Regions from separate parts of the Sus scrofa genome. Here region 2 is linked to region 1. A link is a contact called in public HiChIP or PLAC-seq data. All regions are on one chromosome and are shown on one strand. Each heading gives the region's core, a stretch centred on a gene start, on an enhancer-like site or on the middle of the called end of the contact. The rest is flanking DNA. Distances are from core to core; before and after follow the strand shown. Region 1 has its middle 13 kb from the start of ATP6V1G3. Region 2 overlaps PTPRC (receptor-type tyrosine-protein phosphatase C).

Evidence for each region. HiChIP or PLAC-seq counts read pairs in DNA pulled down with a chosen protein or histone mark.
Region 2: a contact with region 1 is called in an H3K27ac HiChIP or PLAC-seq map of alveolar macrophages, with 4 times the contacts expected there. The contact joins two enhancer-like sites. A contact is called at or near these places in 5 of 47 Hi-C or Micro-C datasets (alveolar macrophages, blood and liver) and 1 of 2 datasets of contacts at active chromatin or transcription factors (alveolar macrophages).

The regions. Positions count from the first base shown.
Region 1 is chr10:21,405,530-21,410,002 of Sscrofa11.1, reverse strand. No RefSeq gene overlaps it. Among named protein-coding and RNA genes, the nearest start is that of ATP6V1G3, 13 kb to the right of the region's middle. Within about 2 kb of position 2,397, at least 4 of the 83 cell types and tissues checked have an H3K27ac peak or open chromatin away from gene starts, as enhancers often do. A contact at or near this core is called in alveolar macrophages, where this site is marked.
Region 2 is chr10:21,518,472-21,522,944 of Sscrofa11.1, reverse strand. The region is part of intron 2 of PTPRC (receptor-type tyrosine-protein phosphatase C); the gene reads right to left. Among named protein-coding and RNA genes, the nearest start is that of PTPRC, 38 kb to the right of the region's middle. Within about 2 kb of position 1,979, at least 9 of the 83 cell types and tissues checked have an H3K27ac peak or open chromatin away from gene starts, as enhancers often do. A contact at or near this core is called in alveolar macrophages, where this site is marked.

The sequences.
Region 1 (4,473 bases), core at 1,148-3,647:
TCTCCAGTCCCCCTAGAGCTTTTGGATTTTCTGCCTGTAGAAGAGTCCATATGTTATAGGTTTTAGGTTCAGGTCTAAGCAAATTAAAAGTAGTTTGGAGAAGAAACCAGCCAAAGCAAACACACTCAAAGAAGTTAAGATTCTAATTAAACTCACTAATTCTGGTGTACCTTTTCCTATATTTACAGCAAACAACCAAAAACATTTGTCTGTTTATACTACAATGCATACCCTACCTGCTGGACCCTGCTCTGTATATTTTCTGTCGCTACAGTCAAAAAACACAAACATTTTATGGGAGCTCACATTTCTAAAAGACTGTGAAACCATTTTGAAAAATAATTGAATTATTATTATTCCAACTATCAGCAAAATACTTCAGATGCTTTCCATAGCTACAACAGTTGGCGGGGAATACAGAAATGCATTCCAACTCAGCCCTTTTTTAAGGGTTTATCTCTGACTTGTAACTGTAGCTCACTGAAACCCTTTTACAGAAGAAAAAAGAGGGAGAGAGAGAGAGAGGAAGGAAGAAAGAAAAAAAGAAAGAAAACTGATAAAAAGCACTTTGTAATAGTTAACGCTTTTGTGTCCCTCTGGTGCTGCCATACAAATACATATGAATTTGTTATAGCTCATTGATTGATTGATAAAGAGAGATAAAAATAGCTAAATTTCCTGTATCCCAAATATTCTTCTAAGTGCTTCTCTCATATCAAATCATTTCATCTTCACAACTCAAGTATTTTATGGTTGAGGAATTGGAGGTACAGAGAAGTTAACTAACTTCCCCAAGGACACACAGCAAATAAATGGCAGAACTGGTTTAAAAGTAGCAGTGTCCAATACAAATATAATATGATCTGTCATTTTAAACTTTCTAGTAGTCACATTAAAGAAAAAGCTAAGACAGGAGCTCCCATGGTGGCTCGGTGGTATTGAAACTGACTGGTATCCATGAGGATTTGGGTTCGATCCCTGGCCTCCCTCAGTAGGTGTTGCTGTGAGCTGTGGTGTGAGTCACAGAGAAGGCTCGGATCCCACATTGCTGCAGCTGTGGTGTGGGCCGACCACTGTAGCTCTGATTCCATTCCTAGCCTGAGACTTGTATATGCCTGGGTGTGGCCCTAAAAAGACTAGAAAAAAAGGTTAAGACAAATTAATCCTTACATGTTTTATTTCACCCAGCTCATCCAAAATATGATTTCAATATGCAATTAATTTAAAAAAGAGAGATTTTCACATTCTTTTAGGCAGACTACATTCTCAAGGTCCAGTATGTACTTGGATTGATAGCCCCCCTCATTGCAGACTAGCTAGCCACATAGAAAAGCTCCATGGGCAGATATGGCAGGTGGCCACCATTTTGCCCAAGGTGACTCTGGAGTCTGGGTTTTTTTATTTTTATTTTTATTTTTTTGGCCTTTTTTAAGGCCGGTCCCCAGTATATGGATATATAGCTCCCAGGCTAGGGGTCTAATAGGAGCCATAGCCGGTGTCTACACCAGAGTCACAGCAACGTGGGATCTGAGCCACGTCTGCCCCTACACCACAGCTCATGGCAACGCTGGATCCTTAACCCACTGAGTGAGGCCAGGGATCAAACCTGAAACCTCATGGTTCCCAGTCAGATTCGTTAATCACGGAGCCACAACGGGAACTCCGGGTGTTTTTGTTTTGTTTTTCTTTTTTTGATGTTGACATTGATCAATCTTGCTCTTTAACAACATTTTGGATTGGCTGAGGTGGCTTGAACACACCTATGTACACATGAATTCTCAATAACAATGCAAGCATTTTATGTCTGTCCTAACTTCAGAAGGTACCTGATGAGATGAGCACAGCCGAGATTGAGGTACCACGTGCCTATTCCGAGAATACTGCGCTGGTTCACCCAGACGCCCCCGGCCTCGCTTCACTGCCTCCACGAGCCACCCTTCTCTTCCTCCGTCTGGCACATCTCCCTGTGCCCTTCTGCTCAGCCCCGCAACTCCTTCAGCCCCAGGCTGCTCTTCCCCGGAACCTTCTTCCTTGTGCGAGTTCCCAATGCAGATTTTCTTGAGCTTCAGGTGTTTTTTTGTTTTTGGGGGGGTTTTTTGGGTTTTTTGTTTTGTTTTGTTTTTTGTTTGTTTTTTGCCAGCTCCCTAGTATCTTTGAACTCCCCTCACTAGTACTTTCTGACACCTGCTGTGGTCAGGGGCGTCTGGGTTCAGGGGCTTTTCTGGCCAAGGGGCCACGGTGCCCTGGGAGCCCAAGTCGCAGAACTGGGAGGGACCCCAAACGCACAAGGCGCGCGCGGCCACAGTACCTACCTATTCCAGGACAAAGGCTGTCCCTCCGACCCTGCTGCTAGGTCTCTCCTGACACCTTCCCCTGACATCTTCCTTTCCTTTCACTGAGGTTTCCGGAACATTCTTCAGGGTCACCAAAAAGGCAGTTTAGCGGCTGTTCCTTCTTTCCCTCTCCGGTATACCCAGAAAGCAGAAACTAGGTTAAAGGAGCATGTTAGGCAGTCCTAGAAGATAATAAAATGCATAAAAGGGCAGCCGAGGGCGGGGGTGAGAGCAAAAAAAAAAAGGAACGCGGCCCCCTCTTTGCCTGGGGGTGGAGGGTTTCTAGCGAGGAGGTAGTGGGCAGATGGCGTGTAGTCTCAGTTCTCTATGAAACAACCTGGGAAACAGGCTCCTCTCCCCAGTCTTGTGATGGCCTAAGTCACCGAGGAGCAATTTTCACCCCAACCTAGAGCCTGGGGCTCCCGGGGGGGCTACTCATTAAAGGTTCCAGCAGGGGGCGGGGTGGGTGGGGGAGGGATGGGGGTGACTCCACTCTATTTACTGCAAGAAACCACCTCGGAGGCTCTGCATCTCCAATTCCATCTCCATCTCCAGCTCCTTCGCTGCCGTCTTCCCTTTGCTGAGGGTGGGAACGCACAGGCAGACCATAACTCCCGTGGCTGTAACAGGAGGTGATGACGGAGAAGGTGATGGAGACAATGATGATGGGTCTCTACCCCAAAATTTGGATACCCCCTGCCCACCTCAGACCCTCTTGCCACCTGTGAATCAATCCAGTTTATCTGTGGCATATCCAGCCTTTTCCTTGCAAATCCAGGCATGTTTCATTCCTAAACCTCTGAGAAGTAGGACAGCATAGCAAGTAGAATAATATAAAAGTTAGGGTCAGGAGTGACCATCATGGCTCAGTGACTAATGAACCTGACTAGCATCCATGAGAACGCAGATTCTATCCCTGGTCTCATTCAGTGGGTTAAGGATCTGGTGTTGCCATGAGCTGTGGTATAGGTCACAGACGAGGCTCAGATCCTGAGTTGCTGTGGCTGTGGGGTAGGCTGGCAGCTACAGGTCTGATTAGACTCCTAGCCTGGGAACCTCCATATTAAAAAAAAAAAAAAAAAATTTAAAAGTCAGGGTCAGAGTTCCCAGTGTGCCTCAGTGGATTAAGGATCCAGCATTGCTGCAGTACAGCCTAGGTTGCAGCTGTGACTGGGATTCAGTCCCTCGTCTGGGAACTTCCACATACGCATCAGGTACAGCCAAAAAAAAAAAAAAAAAAAAAAAAAAAAAAAGGCAAGAGTCAATGTCAAAACTGGTCTTCACCTGACCTTTTAGGAGCCAGGTAACTAGGACAAATTTCCCAAGTTACCTTCAGCTCAGTTTCATCATCTGTGAAATGGGTAAGTCTGCTTGTCTTGCCTACCTCAGGTGTCATTGTGAGAGTCCAACGAGGTAATACATGTGAAAGTGCTCAGCAAAGCATATATATTATTATTGTGACCCAGGTGCTAGGTCTTAGTATTAGCATCATGTGAACATGTGTTCTCCTTTGCTGCACAGACCCGTGCAGTTGCCAGTGGCAACGTGAAATGTATGGAGTTCAAGTCAACTGCCTTGTATCACAAAATGTACCATGGAGGATTTATTGACTTTCCAGAACCCATAACCTCGAGGCTGATCTAAAACATGTGCAATAAAAAGTGCATTTGATGCCATTTATTTTCCTTTGATATAGAGCTGCCTCTGAAAGGTCAAGAGTGAAGTCTCAATATAAGTCGACCACACTGACACGGAAATCCAACTCCGAGCGAACTGCGCCTCCATTGTCTTGTGTAATCTCCCCAAAACCTAGCAAATGCGTGGCATATGTTATGGTTACATAGTACTAGTAAACCAGAGTAAAGCGATCATTCCAGGCAATCGGGAATTCTCACGTCAATTTGTCTGAAAGCCAGAAAAACTGGAAAACCCAGATAACTCTTTGCTTTTGTTCTTTCCTTCATTTTATGTCAGTGGGTTTTGAACATTGGGATTCAGTGTTTGGAATTACTGTACCCAGGCTTGTTTGTTTGTTAATGAGTAAATTCAAGTAAATCAACTTTACAGGACTGCTAAGGGTTTTTCATTTGTATCTCAACATACATAAGCCCCAGAGTTTAGGACTTAAAATGGCTTTAAT
Region 2 (4,473 bases), core at 730-3,229, 110 kb before region 1:
ATGCTTTGGGGATCCTTTTGAGTGAAATCAGCAGTGACCACAGAAATGAGCCCACTCGTTTCAAATCCAGGGATGTAACCCCTGGTCAGATAAAGGGGGACCTTCAAGGGTAAGGATGCCTGTCTTCTTTTTTGTGGTGATAAAACCTTCCAGAGTAAATGGACCACGTGGGTGTGATGGATCCATTCATTTCTATGTTTTCATAAACTCTAGCAAAGTCATGGAGGCACGACAATTTTTATGCCTGCCTGATACAGATCTTGGCACAATTTGTCATTTCATCTCAGAGAACAAAAAGCACACCTAGGCTGAGATCATTCTTATGGGAAATTTTGTGAGGCATTCATACGTTCATTTTCATTTTCTGACATCGTCTTGTCTATGGTAAAATCTATTCCAGTTGATCCCAGGGAGGGGGAAGGTGAGGACAAAATCAGGCAGAATATTATTGCCAGTGAGATATTATCAATACACGTTTTATAAGATTAAAAGCTCAGCGTCAATGAGATAAATGTAAATTTGAGGCACATTTAGGGGTTTTTTCCCTATGATAAATCCATTTTCATAGTCTATTGCTGACCTCAGTAACGTTACATGCTCTTTCAAATGCAGGTGTTTGTTTCTCACAAAAATGAAGTCCATGTTCAAAACCTACAGTTACTATATTCTTAAAGGGAATAGAATTGAGAAATATTTAAAGTTGACTTAAGAAAATTGTGGTAACTGAAATCAGGCCCTCCGATGGCAGACATAATTAAGTGAAATTCACATGCTCTGTGATGGTTGATTGATTTTTTTTAAAAAGAGTATGCAAAATTAATGGGAGCACTGCTCAGCCTCCAAAAATGGAGAATTCTAGGAGGACAATTTTTCAACATATAGTTCAATTAAAATTTTTGGTAAATTAAATACAGCCACATTGGCATACGCATGAGGCAAAGGGTCTAGAAGCATCTGCATCGTTACAGTGACTATTAAGTATCATGAACTATTTACCTTATCACCCACCTAACTCACATATTTCTGTGTCTATATTGTAATAAAGAATCTATTATATTTGTAATTAGAAAATTATATTGATTGCGAGAGAAACTTATTTAAAACTACATCTGATCTATTTTTTGTTAATTGGCGTTGAGATAATGATTGAAAACATATAAAAAGGAGCACAGCTGTTTGGGGAAGGTAGGGATCACATTATACAATCGTCTCAATTTGTACATATTTAAATAATACACGGACATATTTATAATACATCAGAATAGGGGTCCCATTGAGCATCTTCAAAAAAAAAAAAAATGAAGGAGTTCCCTGGTGGCTCACTGGGTTAAGGATTTGGTGGCATCACTGCTGCGGCTTGGGTTCGATCCCTGACCCTAGAACTTCCACATGTCACGGGTATGGCCCAAAAAACAAAATTTAAAAATAAAGACTATAACATAGCAGGGTTAGGAAAATGAGAGCCTACTTGAAATCACTTGGGGCTTCTGTCCAATGGTAGAAATGGCGGCAGTAACAATAAATGATGATAGTGACACCTGCTAATGCTGGTTAAGCCCTCATTCTATGCCAGTGTTACACAGAGGTGCTTGGATAAAAAGCCCCCTTTTATGTGGCATCCTGACAGTCTCTGCTCAGTCTCTGACTAACATGGATCATTTCTCCTCCCTCCCCACTGCTCTACATAGCCCCCCAACCCACTCTCTCTGCAAGATCACTTTCTTTAATGCATACCCTACCCCCCAGGAGCCAAGCAGCATAGTAGAATTACTCTGGACTGAAGGCCATGCAGACAGAAGGCATGGTCCCACGGTCCAGGGTCATAGGACAAGAGGCTGCCCCTTGATTTAGACCCCGAGTGAGCTTTGCCTTCTGATCTAAAAACTGGGTGGACAAGACATATCTTGCAGTGGTGGGGGGAAGATTAGGTCTGTGCAAAGCCTCAAATATGTCATAAGCATTCTGAATAATGAGCAGCTGTTCTCATGGCCAAAGATGCAAAGAGGAAGTAGGAAATGGCCAGCTACAGAAAGGCAAGTATCAGAAGTTTCTCTAAGGAAATCTGTATTTATTCACTAATATTTGTGTAACGGGCTTTGTGATGGATGTACAGGTAAGAGCTGGGTAGATGAAGGCAAATCACTGTGTTGCAGGGTGGGAAATATATAACTGGGAGTCAGGGATCCTCAAGCTTCAGCATCACTGTGCAAATGAAATGGCCTATGACGAGTGATGATACTGCAAATGACTGAGTCCTAAAGGGAGGCTCTTTTGATAATAAAGTTCTTTCGAGAACTATTTACGGTCAGCCTCTGTGTTCCAGAAAGAGCATCAAAATCCAGTGGGAACAGCCGACACACCCCAGTTCAAAGATGTTCCATGAAACATCTGACCAGTAACTGCAACCGTTTCAAGATCGTGAAAAACGAGGGAAGACTCGGGAACTTCCGGATCCAAGCAGGAGAAGGAAGAAGCAGAAGGAGTAAGCAGGGTGCTATTCTGGATTAGCCCCTGCATCAGAAAAAGGACCTTGCTGGGGAAATGGAAATCTGATCGCTGCTTCCTTAGTTTTGATAAATGGCCCGTGGTTATGTAAAATGTTAAAATTAGAGGAAGCTGAGTGAAAACCACATGGGAACTCTCTCGGCAACTTTGCTGTGACTCTATAACCATTCCCCCTATTAAAGTTTTTTTTTTTTAAGTTTTATTTTTATACTTCGGAGAAAGATGAAGCCGGTTTTCTTTCACTCTTAAGGAGCATTATTTTTGAGATTGGAAGCACTTTTGCAGCAGAGCTGATACCCTTTTGCCAGCAGGGCCCCAGTCTTCAAAGAGCTATAATGCTGATGCTGTTTAAAAAAAAAAAAAAAAAAAAAAAAAAAGCCACTACAAAAAAGACCGTGCTGTTTGTGCCCTATTGGAGGAATTATAAACTTTAAGAATAGAGCGTGATAACAAAGCTTCCCTAACCATCTACTTAATACATAAAACTGCTCTACAAAACCCCTCCTCACTACTAGTGAGGTCATCCTTAAATGTCCTTGTTGAAAACATTCTCTTAAGTGTTTACGCATGAGGACAGCTTCCATCACCTAACAGAGGTGATGGTGAGTCTGAGATGCTGTTCTAGGGGCTCATAAAAAGAGGACAAGTTCAACAAGCCATGTCATTTCTACCGGATGTCAGAATAAGCAAATGCAGGGGGGTGGAGAGGTCTTTGGTTTAAGAAGACAAGTCTGCATTAGGTTGAAAATGTGTAAATATATATATATATATATATTTAAAGACTTTTTTTTTAATAATTTTTTTTATTTTCCCACTGTACAGCAAGGGGGTCAGGTTATCCTTACATGTATACATTACAATTACATTTTTCCCCCACCCTTTCTTCTGTTGCAACATGAGTATTTAGACAAAGTTCTCAATGCTATTCAGCAGGATCTCCTTGTAAATCTATTCTAAGTTCTGTCTGATAAGCCCAAGCTCCAGATCCCTCCCACTCCCTCCCCCTCTCATCAGGCAGCCACAAGTCTCTTCTCCAAGTTTAAAGACGTTTTGATTGCTACCTTATGGTGTACCCCATGGATACCTGCAAGTCTACATATCAATCAATGAAGCTTATTTTTTTTAGAGTTTTTAGCCACCATGTGTTTATATAAGTCAACCCTAGGGTGAAAATCCTTTAAATAAAAAAAATGTTTGGAGATTATATTACAAACATCTCCTGACTTCAAAACTCTGAAGTTTGGGTTTGCTTTTTAAAAAACACCAGCAAAGTAAAAGTAACACACACATACATATATACACTTATATATCTCACAAACCAAAAGGCTTATTCCTAGAGAAATTCTGTTTCACTCTGAGCATATATTATTAGTCTTTCATCATACTTGGTTTAATTTTCCATAAGAGATTGCTTTCCTCAATACCCCTGGAAGAATGATAAAAAAGAACTCATTTTTTGAAATAATCAACTGAAGGCGAGAGAGTGGGGCTTTGCTTCTGTCCAGGAAACAGCTGAAACGATGTCCTTTGGTTTGTTAAAATCAAACACGTCACTCTTCATTCACTCACTAGATGTTTCCAGGTCCCCTCTGGGTGGAAGAGGCTGTGTTTGATGCTAAGATACTCAGTCCTTGGCCCGAAGTGACTTGTAGCCTAATAGAGACACAGTGATAACAACACAGTCCCAATAATACCAACTCATACATGGCCCTTATTATGGATCAATGGACTGTGGACAATGTCTGTGAAAATGCACTATTTATATGAGCTTCCCCACTCACTGTAATCACACAGAGCATGTAGAAAGATTATCCTGGTTTTAGGGATGCAGGGAGCACAGGAAGGCCCAGTGAGGAACTCAACCAGGACGGCTCAGGGGTAAGAGGCAGAGACAGGAGTGGGCTGCAGACTGGAGGCTCCTAGTCAGTTCTCATTGCTGGTCCCTAACCCCATGGCAACGTGTTAAGG